Linked DNA regions of Columba livia: region 1 is linked to region 2. Evidence: chromatin contacts called from public Hi-C data. All regions are on one chromosome and are shown on one strand. Each heading gives the region's core, a stretch centred on a gene start, on an enhancer-like site or on the middle of the called end of the contact. The rest is flanking DNA. Distances are from core to core; before and after follow the strand shown. Region 1 overlaps IQSEC1 (IQ motif and Sec7 domain ArfGEF 1). Region 2 overlaps IQSEC1 (IQ motif and Sec7 domain ArfGEF 1).

Evidence for each region. Hi-C and Micro-C count contacts between places; a contact is called where the count stands out from the background.
Region 1: a contact with region 2 is called in a Hi-C map of liver, with 3 times the contacts expected there. The contact joins two enhancer-like sites. A contact is called at or near these places in 2 of 2 Hi-C or Micro-C datasets (crop and liver).

What each region holds. Positions count from the first base shown.
Region 1 is chr10:1,840,483-1,845,745 of bColLiv1.pat.W.v2, forward strand. All of the region lies in intron 4 of IQSEC1 (IQ motif and Sec7 domain ArfGEF 1), which reads right to left. Among named protein-coding and RNA genes, the nearest start is that of ACAD9, 86 kb to the left of the region's middle. Within about 2 kb of position 1,354, at least 1 of the 3 cell types and tissues checked has an H3K27ac peak away from gene starts, as active enhancers do.
Region 2 is chr10:1,800,956-1,806,499 of bColLiv1.pat.W.v2, forward strand. All of the region lies in intron 6 of IQSEC1 (IQ motif and Sec7 domain ArfGEF 1), which reads right to left. Among named protein-coding and RNA genes, the nearest start is that of ACAD9, 47 kb to the left of the region's middle. Within about 2 kb of position 4,021, at least 1 of the 3 cell types and tissues checked has an H3K27ac peak away from gene starts, as active enhancers do.

The DNA.
Region 1 (5,263 bases), core at 104-2,603, 37 kb after region 2:
TAGCTTGCCCCACAAAGTGTGCAATAAGGGACCTATACCAGAAGCCAAAGCATATTTTTAATCACTGCCTTCAAAAGGCAAAAGCGGCAAAGAAATCACATTTTTGTCACCGGTAACAAAAGAACAAGGAACTACATTACTGAAGGTGCTTTGAACTTCTGATTGAATTTTTGCCCTGTCACAGAAAATATTTAATAAATTAAGTCTCATCTAAGTCTTAAACAAAAAGAAAATGAAAATCCCTTATGCTAATTAATTGCACGGTATAGTTAAGGGTGGGTACCCTTTCAAATGCAAACAGCTAATTTACAATAAGAACCACCCCCAGGTGTCTTAGGAAAAGCTGCTAACCAATCTGGAGATCAGAATGGGAAGTCATCTGAAATGCAAATTCGTTTTCTTTACCACCATCAAATAGCCTTTTCCCCCACTAATCCAGGTGCCCACGCTACAAACTGCAGTAGCTCGGCAAATAAAAATGACCCTGAGGTAATAAAAGAGATGAAGGATGTGTTGTAAATGGGTGATCTTTGGCACCCACCATGAGATTATTCAGTGAACCAGTTTATATCAATGTTACTTAACTCTATTAATATGGAGGAAACATACTCTGGATGCAAAGGGACTCCAATTTCTCCTCCTCCGCAGCCCAACACATCCAGGCCTGGCAATTTAATCCATTTATACCCTTTCACATTAACAGACTGGAGAGATTTCCTCCTTCTCCAGATGAACACAGCTCCAGGCTGTTCCATGCAAACCTGACCGTGACCTTCCCATCTCCTGAGCTTGGCAGGTACAGATGGAAGATGCTATTTCACAGACTAGGAGTCATCTAGAGGCCTCAGGAGGCTTCTGCTATGAACAATATTTTATGGACTGCAGATCTGAACTCCTATTCCAAACCAAATCTAAGCTTAAGGCGCAAAACCCATTATGGAGATCCAAAGGAGCACGGAGGGACCAAAAGGGGTGAAACCAAAGAGGTGGCACAATCGAATGCTTTGCTGGCAAACCTGTTTGCAGATATTGCAGGTATTTTGTTCTTGAACAAACATGAGGCCGAGTGAAACGCCAGCCACGGTGGCCTAGATGCAAACCAGCCTAAACACCTCCTAAGGCTCCAGCAGCGCTTGCGAGCATTCCCAGCAGTGATGTCCAGGACCTCACCCCTTATAATCCATGCCCATCATCCCAGAGACATTTATTACACCTTATCCTATCAAACCACCCCATTAGCCCCACCAGGACCAGACTGTTGTGCCAGACTTCAGGCCCGAAACACAAACCCAACCTGCAGAGCTGCTCACACAGCCCGAGGAGACACACGCGTGCGACCGCGCAGGCGGCGCTCACACCAACCACCTCGTCATTCCTGTATATGTGTCACACAAAGGTTATTCCTCTCTGCAACCCTGCTGAAAAGAAGGTGGAGTGTAGCACAAGCAGATTATGTTTAGTTAGCAAGTGAAAAACCTGGTATTTAAGCCTAGGAAGAGACTTGTGACTTCCTAGAGACAGAAGAAAAACGAAAATAACTGGAACTCCAAATGAAGCGTTAGAAACCTTTTACATTCACTTGATCGAATCACCAGCTTGGATATTATGCCATCTTTTGTTTAAATTATGAACTGCAAAGTAATTGAAATGTGAAGTATTGCTCAATCAGTTTAAAATTTCATCTAAAGAGATTCAGCTATACTTGATTTATAGTGGTTATCTTTCTTCCTACAAAAAATAATGAAAGAAATAAGAATTTTTAAACTTGCTACTTTATTGTTTTCAGAATGACTTTCAGATACTCTCAACTGACAACAAAATCCTCTAGTTTTTATAGGTAGATGATTACAAAAATCTTTACAAAAATAATTGCAAAAATAGTTTAATGTGTCCCAACTGCATCAGTTGCTTGCTTTACTATTGTCTCAGTAGCTTTTCATTTGTCACCCACAGTATTTCTTACCCATCACAATGAGTTTCAACAAGTAACTATTTTCAGATGTGTGGTTGATCTTAAAACTGGCAGCAAAAACGCATCTTGATTTACATGGTTCTGTTTCTGCGTATTGTAGACAAAGTATTTACCTGGGCTAAATATAAATGGCATGATTCATGTTGCTCTGACCTTGCTTATGAAGCCAGCAGAGCCTCTCCTGATATTATTTAGCTGATGAAGTTTCCTTACGTTTATTTTATGCTAAATGTCTACTTATAAGCATAGTCTAGCTATTAAGGATGAATGCTAATTTCAATATTGATAGCAGGAAGGTGTTTGTTGTTGTTTGGGATTTTACTGATCAATTAGCTTTCACTAACGGTGAAGTACTCCAAGCACCCCTTTTTGTGCTGTCCTGAAACCTCTCCCATGGGCCAGAGGGAGTGAAATCATCAAACAGTCCCAGCTGGAGTTATTTCAAATGGATTCTTTTTGAAACCCATGGCAAAAAAACACATTTTGAAGGATGTGGAAAGAGCATCCGAGTATGACGGACAATCTAAAACTCTTATTTTTTTCCCTAAAATGGACATTGTGTAAGGGCCCCATGGCTCCTCTCAGGCCTTTCCCAGGACTGACTAAGCCAGAAGATGCCAACTGCGCCTTTCTGCACAAACCTCTGGTCAGTACTGCCGAGCCATGGGGTGAAGCCACAGGCTCCTCAACCACATCTATATGAACACTGAGACAAAACAGAAATGGTTCTTGGGCATCTGTTTTTCAAAGCTCCTGCATAATATTCCAAGGAGACCAAACTGAGAGGTTGGGGTTTTATTTGTTTGTTAACTCTGGAGAAAGTATTCCAACGGTGACACATAGTGCTAGTATTTGCCTATGTTATTTGCTGTACTTTGTGGCATTATGATTGCTGGCAGAAGCTGCAGTTTAGGATAGATGAAAGGAAAAAGTAATGTTAATGTTGAAGGAAGGTGAAGCTTTCTACAACCTGACTATTCAATGCTACCCTGGCTCCAACCAGCTACAACTGGCCTAAAACAAAACCCTAAGAGCTCTGACAAAACCCGATCTGTTTCACAGACCTACATTTACCCTCCCTACAATGCCAACAAATACACATAAAGCAAAAAAAACCCAAATGTTTAAAATAAAAGGTGCTGAATTCTAGTCTCACAAGCACTGGCTGCAACATGATTTCATGCAAAAACTGGTATTTAGTGCAACTGCTGCTTCTGTCTGGATGCTCAGAAATACGGTAGTGATGCTACTACACCTTTCAGTCCCGCTCACAGGCCACAGAACATACATGCTAACAAGAAAAACGTCACTCATTGTTTCTCCCAAATTTCCAAAGGTTGTTTCACTGTGCAGTGCAATATACCATCCAAGTTCACCCTCTCATCCTTTTCCTCCACCACCACAGCACAAGTCAAACGGTCTGTCACAAACCGCTGTTCTCCTTGTAGTTCCCAGATACACTCTCGAGCAGGCGTCTGCTGACAATTTCCGCATGTGCTCTGCACGGCTTTACACAATGCTGTGGTGCTCCTGCAGGGAATTACAATGGCACATACATTCTTCAGTTAATTAATTTCTAAAAATGGAGGATTAATGATTTTAAACCTGTTAATACGAAGTCCAGACACTTCTGTAAAATTTTCAAATAAAAATAACATTAGTCTGTTATGGATTTTATTACACAATCACCATATAAAAGTCTGAGGGATTCATTCTTTACTCAGGCTAATTCCAAGTGCCTGTCAGATTTTCTCTATCCAGAGTACATGTTCCCTTAGAACACTCAGCTATTCAGAGGGCTCTGCGTGCCCATGCCCTCACACACATTAATTCCACAATCAGTGTTATGTGACTGCATCTACAGTTACATGATATCAACACAAAGAGGCAGGCAACAAGCTTACCAAAAAATTCACAGCTAGTTTTATTTCTGAGAATAGAGTGACTATCAGCAAGTTTGCTGATGAGACCAAACTGGGAGGAGTGGCTGACACTGGAAGCTGTGCTGTGCTGCTCAGTCCTTACACGCTGTAGTAGCATTCAGAGGTACATGAGGCTCTTCTGGGTGACAACCAGTGACAGGACAAGGGGCAATGGGTGCAAACTGGAACACAGGAGGTTCCACTTAAATTTGAGAAGAAACTTGTTCCTGGTGAGGGTGGCAGAGCCTGGCCCAGGCTGCCCAGGGAGGTTGTGGAGTCTCCTTCTGTGCAGACATTCCAACCCGCCTGGACACCTTCCTGTGTAACCTCATCTGGGTGTTCCTGCTCCATGGGGGATTGCACTGGATGAGCTTTCCAGGGCCCTTCCAACCCCTGGCATTCTGTGAGTCTGTGATTCCTGCACTGATGCCTTTCAGCACATGCTGCCTCACAGGTACTGCTGTGGTCCACAGAATTGCATCTCCTGGATTGGTGGCAATTCCCTCTGTGTTTGAGAAGGAGGTAAAGACGCCCTGACTTCACGTGAAAGCCAAAGCCGCAGAACTGGGATATAAACGCTAACAGGCCTTGTGGGTGGCTGCTACCCAGAGCTGGTGCTTTGACAGTTGGAGTTTGGCAAAGTCCCAGCTGGGGGACAAATGCCTGAAGCGAGTCGGCTCCTGTTATGGGGAGCGTCCGCAAATCCACCGATCGTTTGAAACCTGTCTCATTCAAAAGATAATTTAATCAATTTACCAGAGCCATTAGAAGGTTCCCTGCAGGGTGAAAGGCAAAGGCACAAAAAAAACCATCTCACCTTGGCTCAGTTCTGTAAAGTGTGGTCAGACATACTCTAATCAAGAGGCCAGACAAAAATGAGCATCGTGCTGAAAATTAAGTCTTCCTGGCTCGAATTTAAGATGTGATTTTTGTTACGTTTTATTTATACACCAATAGTTTGAGCATGTAGCCATCTTTTGACAGCTTCCTCTGCACCATTCGCTCTATTTGGACCTCAGTGGGCTCATTAGAACTGAGTCACCCATGCTGCCAATACAACAGTTCTAGAAACCTGCTTATGTTTTCTTTGTCGTGTTCGAACACCAGGAGGCTGTTAGCTGATCTTGCTGCTGCAGACAGTTTTGAACTACTATTGCACGGGCTCAACCAGCAGGAACATCTTCTTCACTTAGTCTCCTGAGTCTATTTCAATGGTACCAATAATTGGAGTTTCCAATTAATTTTCCAGTTAATTACAATTTATGATAAAAAGCTCAATATGGATGTATACTTTTGTTCTGCAGTATGGGAAGACTGGTGTATAAACAATCCAAGCAGCCTTGTAAATTGAACCAAGCAAGAAAATACC
Region 2 (5,544 bases), core at 2,771-5,270:
AATATGATGCCAGGCCTCTGTTAAAAGAAAATAATCTTCCTTGCCTTTGATACTAGAGATCCCATTTTGAAAATGTTTACTGTTGTCTCGAAACTAAGCACTACTTTAACATTAAAATTCAGGAAAGGTTTTTTTAACAGGGAGAATCTAAGACTTTTCTTAGAATCATTTAGGTTAAATATTTTTTAAATAGCCAATTGGCAATAAGAAGCTAGTTGAACATTCAAGCAAGCAGCTAAATTTTGTTTCTATGGTTGTACTTCTTCCTTTAGTTTTGCTGAATATCCTACTGCTGCCACAACAAAGCTAGGAGAATCACTATGGCTCTTTGAAACATCCTGGGAAATAACAAAACAACTCAACATCCTTAAAATACTACCAAAACTAGCGTCAGCTTGCCAGAGCTCACGCAGCTCTGCAGCAGCACAAGAAATAGACTGAAAGGAAAACTGACTGGGAAGCCTGATCTGTGCCTTCCTCATGCTACACAACCTTGTCATGAAGAGAAAGAAGAACCAGGTGTAAACTGCATCTTCTGGTAATTACAAGAAAGACTCTCTGGCTTAGGAAAATAAACCAAGAAACAACACATTTCTCACAGCTTCTCTGCATCTCATGGAAATGGCGAGACAGTTATCCACATTATTTGGGCAGGAGCTCTAAAGTTTCCCCCCCAGTGGGAAAGACTTCTCCCCACTACATTATGGTACATTAATCTTCTCAGTCTTGAGTGAGCTTCCCAAGTTCATTCAAGACTAAACCAAAAAACTACCACCACCCATGTAAAGGTCACAGCTTACTTGCAATTACGCCAAATTACCCGGTGTAATCTCCATTCAGTGAAAGTTCATTTATATTCATGTCACCCACAAAAGAATTTACTAGGAAGTGATCTCAGTGCCCAGTTCTATTTGGTGGGGGAGCAAAATAAAGAGAGGAAACTCTGTGGACAACCTTTTGCACAAAATCGGGCAAGTGACCTGAACAGTTCTATCTGATCAATCAGTTTCCTTATGCCACCATTTCCTAGCGAAGTGCTAGGAAATTATACATCAAACATCAGAGCTGCTCACTGAGCGTTTAGGTTTGTCTGAGGTGATTACAAAATTGTAAAAAGTGTATGAAAGCTAAAGTGTCCAAGCAGAAAGTCTGGGCTATTCTAATAAAGGAGGAAAAACAGAGTTTAAAGCTATTTTGGAAACAGGATTTTTTCGGTATGAGAAGCGTCAGCCTTGAGGAACATGTAGCACAGTGAGGAGGATCCCAAGGCGCACCCCGAGCAGTTGCACTGCAGTAGCGGGCAAGCCCTGGCCAGTGAACCAACCCTGAGTCACGGTGCTGGAGCAGATTCTGTAGATCCTCATTACTCCCTCTCTTGGCAGTGGACAGCCTTTGTTATTTTTCCTGCTGCTTCCTTCCTTGCAAGAAAGGAAATATTTTAGTTAAATAAATGGACTAAAACAGTCTCTGAGGATTTCTCACCTCCTCTGACCCCTTTGCATCTCTGCATTTCTCGAGGAGCAGGGAAAAGAGCTTGGAGCTGCCAGCAGAGTAAAACATACTCCACTTTGAGACAAGATACATGAAAAACCTGCTGGCTCTCTCAGAACTATTTGCCAGGGCTGGCTGTTGCTTTCATGTTTATGCAGCTGCAGTCAGGAGTGACACATGAAGATGACTATGTCCTTGAAATTGAGGAACAGTTCCTGTCTTAATATTTTCTAGTGTCCCTGCCCTAAATTCTCTTTCCACACCCTCACCCCAGTTACACCTAACAGAAGCACTTCAGCTTCAATTTCTGCAACTCTGCTGACTGTAAATGGGAAACACTGACAACCACCTTTACCTTAAAAGGGATACCTCTTAAATTTGCAATGCAAAAGTACTGTTTAAAGATCTCCAGATTTTCCATTTACAGATCCACCAAACCCCAATTCAGTAGATAGATGTGAATTGTTAAACAGGAAGAAAGAGTTGGTGCTGCCTTCTCTTTTCCTTAACTCTTCTTCCAAGGGTTCCTTACACAGCTTTCCCAACTTCCTATTCAAACTGGCCGCTGTACGCCTGCAAAGGCAGCTGGTCACATTTTTCACCCTCAAAACTTGATCAGTCGAGATTTGGGCGCAGGGGTAATTCTGGCATCCAGAGTCATATCAGATGGCTGGTCTGGGAGCTGCTCACACAGTCAAATTCCTCCATTCACAGGCTGATTTTCTAAAAAACCGGCCGTATCCTGAGCACGCACCCTGGCATTGTTAGAGCGAAGCGGTTGCCGATTCCTGGCACGTAGCAGCGGGAGCCGTGTGCCCAGAGTGCGCGAGGGCAGGCGGAGCTGGCGGCGCGGATGAGGTAATGGCTCCATCCCGGTGCCAGGGACGCTCGCACACGGTTTCTGCTGCTCGCAGAGCAGCCTTGCGACAGCTACATTTGCTTTCAACATTTGGTACAGTTTATACTCCCTTTAACGGCAAAAAAGGGAATCCTTGTGCGCATATTTGAAGCCAGCGCTTAAATACACTATTGGTTGAATTCCCAGAGTTAGACATTTCAGCTGTTTCTTATAGGCGGGACATAATGTATACTAATTAAAGCACCCATTTTGGAAAAAAAGGAGGAAAAATGGGTCCTCGGGGAGAAAAGATAAAACATGCACAGAACAAAGCAAAACACACAGAGCTTTTTTTTTTTCCCCTTTGGGTGTTCTCACTTAGGGCTAAACGTTTTTAGAAATAATGAGAGTCACACTAAGAACATTCTTCTCTTCTTACTAACTCCTCTGCATGTTAGAGGACAAGCTACATGCAGTGCTTTGATTTTAATTTTTGTTGGAACTCTCTGTGGCTGAATAATCTGCAGTCCAGATGTTGCAACAACAGTAAAGTCCCTCTCTGCTTAATAAAATAAAGAAATACTTAAATTAACATTTCAAGGAATCTAGGCATGTTTTAAAGAGTCTGCTCCTGGAATTAGTAAACAATTCACATCAACAGTGATGTTTCAATTTTGAATAAAATCATCTCCATCATGCAATAAATGAAGCCAATAGGGTCAAAAGACGATACATCACTGCATAATGCAAACAGATACTCATGCCTTCTTAGCTCTGTTAATAAACCCTTTGAGAGAACTCAGGAATAGTGGGAACCTTGACAATAACTCCTCATAAAAGAAGCTACAGAAAACTCTCCCCAACAGTATGCTGTAATGGGCTGAGGACACACAGGGAACAGTTTTCCATCTGTCACTACCCTTTCCAGAAAGCAAGAGAGGACAAAAAAGGGGGGTGGGGAATGAAAGTCATCTGGGAAAACTTATTGTAAAAATATGCATAGCCTAGCGTCTGTTCTAGCAATGTTAAATGGCCTGATGTTCGTTTACCTCCAAGATGTATGTGCAAGATTAGGCTGTAAAACCTTCAACAAAAACACCACACCAAAAAAGCCTTTAACAAAATGATGCCATAGCAGAAAAAGCAGAGCAGCGTGGTGGCAATGGCCCATGAGATGGACTGCACAGGCCCTCTCCACCAGCAACAGCAACAACTGGCACCAGCACAAGCAAGACTGGTTCCCATGGCAAGAAATCCCAGTGCCGCAGGAATGCTGCCAGATGAGAGGACACTTAACTGTGCCTTCTGCTACCTGATATCCCAAAGGAGATACTAAATATGATTCTAGTCTCTGCTAGATTAGCAAATGAGTCTGAGAAATGCAAACTTTTATCTCCCATATTTTATACTGCTAGGCACAGTCACATCAACTTTTCAAACCATTCTAACGCTCTCCAAGTTTTGTCGAAAACACTTGATTAATACAGAAAGTGTTTGTGTCCGCTGCCCGAGAAAAAGCTGAATAAGCGCTACACTGTCCTGCATTCCACATGGCCCAGCTCAGCGTGTCACTGCAGGCTGGGAGGTGGGAACTGAGGATGGTGTTATCAAGAGACATACCTGGTGGCCACAAATACTTGGAAAGGAGCCAGACTTAGCGCCACGGCCATGGTGGCACACGAGAAGGGAACACAGCAATGTCCTTCTTCCTACACGCAGCTCTGCACGGAATTACAGTCTGCTACTGCCGACCGCAAAGCTGCCTCAGGGGCAGGACGTGTTTCCTCAGACTACTGAGGTTAAAAACCATTTGGTCCTGTTTAATCTGTCAGACCCATCAGTGCACGGATAGCAGAATGGAACCTGAAAATCCTACCAGATTGGGCCGCAATAACTGGCAAACCTGGTATTTCCAGTCTGCAGTCAAAACAAACATGAGAATCAAATCACAGCCCTTTTCACTTTTTTTTTTAAGCAGCAGTCAAAAGCCCTCTTGAAGCCTTGTTTATAAGCAAACCAGGCTCAAAGGCTGGATTTGCATTGGCAGGGTTTGAAGCCTGCAAAATAAACCTTTCTAGGTAGTGTTTTTCTTCTGCCTATGAGGAAGGAATGGTTTCCAGTGTAATTTCTCCCAGACTACAACCCTTTCAAACTGCACTGAAGAAAATGCCTAATTCAACACAGTTGGGCTCAGCAAGCTGCCCTGGGAGCCCCTGTGCTCTGGGCTTGCACCTGCAACCCTTCCTTTTGGAAGGCGATGAATGGTAGCTCACCATCTGACAGCCCATTGCCAGGGTGAGGTCACTGCTGCCATTCAAAACCAGGAGAATGTACAGAAGCTCTTACTTTGTTGCAATTTCTTTGGCAGAAATCATTCCGTTTGGGTGACACTTTACATGCCGGTATAGCAGATGCCACAAACCTTCTTTAAAAAAATAGACTTATTTAATCAACACTAAGGTTCCAAAACGAGTGTCACATTATAGTTAGAAAGAGATTCTATGATCAAGTGATATGACTACTAGAAAAACAGTTTTCAATTACCTACATTTTTTTTTTTTCTCTACTGTCTTGTGCTCTCCATTCTCTAAGGACATTTGTGCTACTAATGTTTTGCTTTATGATGGTGATGAAGTCAACTAGCCCACAAGTTGTGCTCAAATCTCACTCCATCCATAACTGGCTACTCTAATAAACAGCCTCTGGTAGGAAAACTGCACTTTGGCTTCTGAAAATTCTTATTGTAATAGGAAAGCCAGAATAATTCTAAGCATCTGTTGAAATTTCAACTGTGAGAATAGTGACCTTCCATGCTGCTTGAAACTTTATCCTTTCAACACTCATAGTGAACAAAGCAAAAATATTTTCTCTAATACAACTCATGCACCTCTTTAAGGTTCTAAACTCTTTGCATTTCAGCCAAGCTCCATGTACAAGAAAGAAATAACATTATTATTTGTTAATTAAGGTTTGAGATTTTAATTTCCAAGAAAGATTTCAAAGATGCAATGAAATTAATTGGACTTCTTGTAAAAGACATCTTTAAAATTTCTTCTGGTACATGCTGACACTTGGAAAAAACTTGACTTCTTGTAATAGGTAACTTCAAAGCCACTTGTTCGAGTTGTGCACACAGCCCTTCCGCACGGGTGGAGCACGCATCCTCTCAGGAGCTCGCTGCCAAGGCTTGTGCTACTCCCTCATTTTGTGGTCAT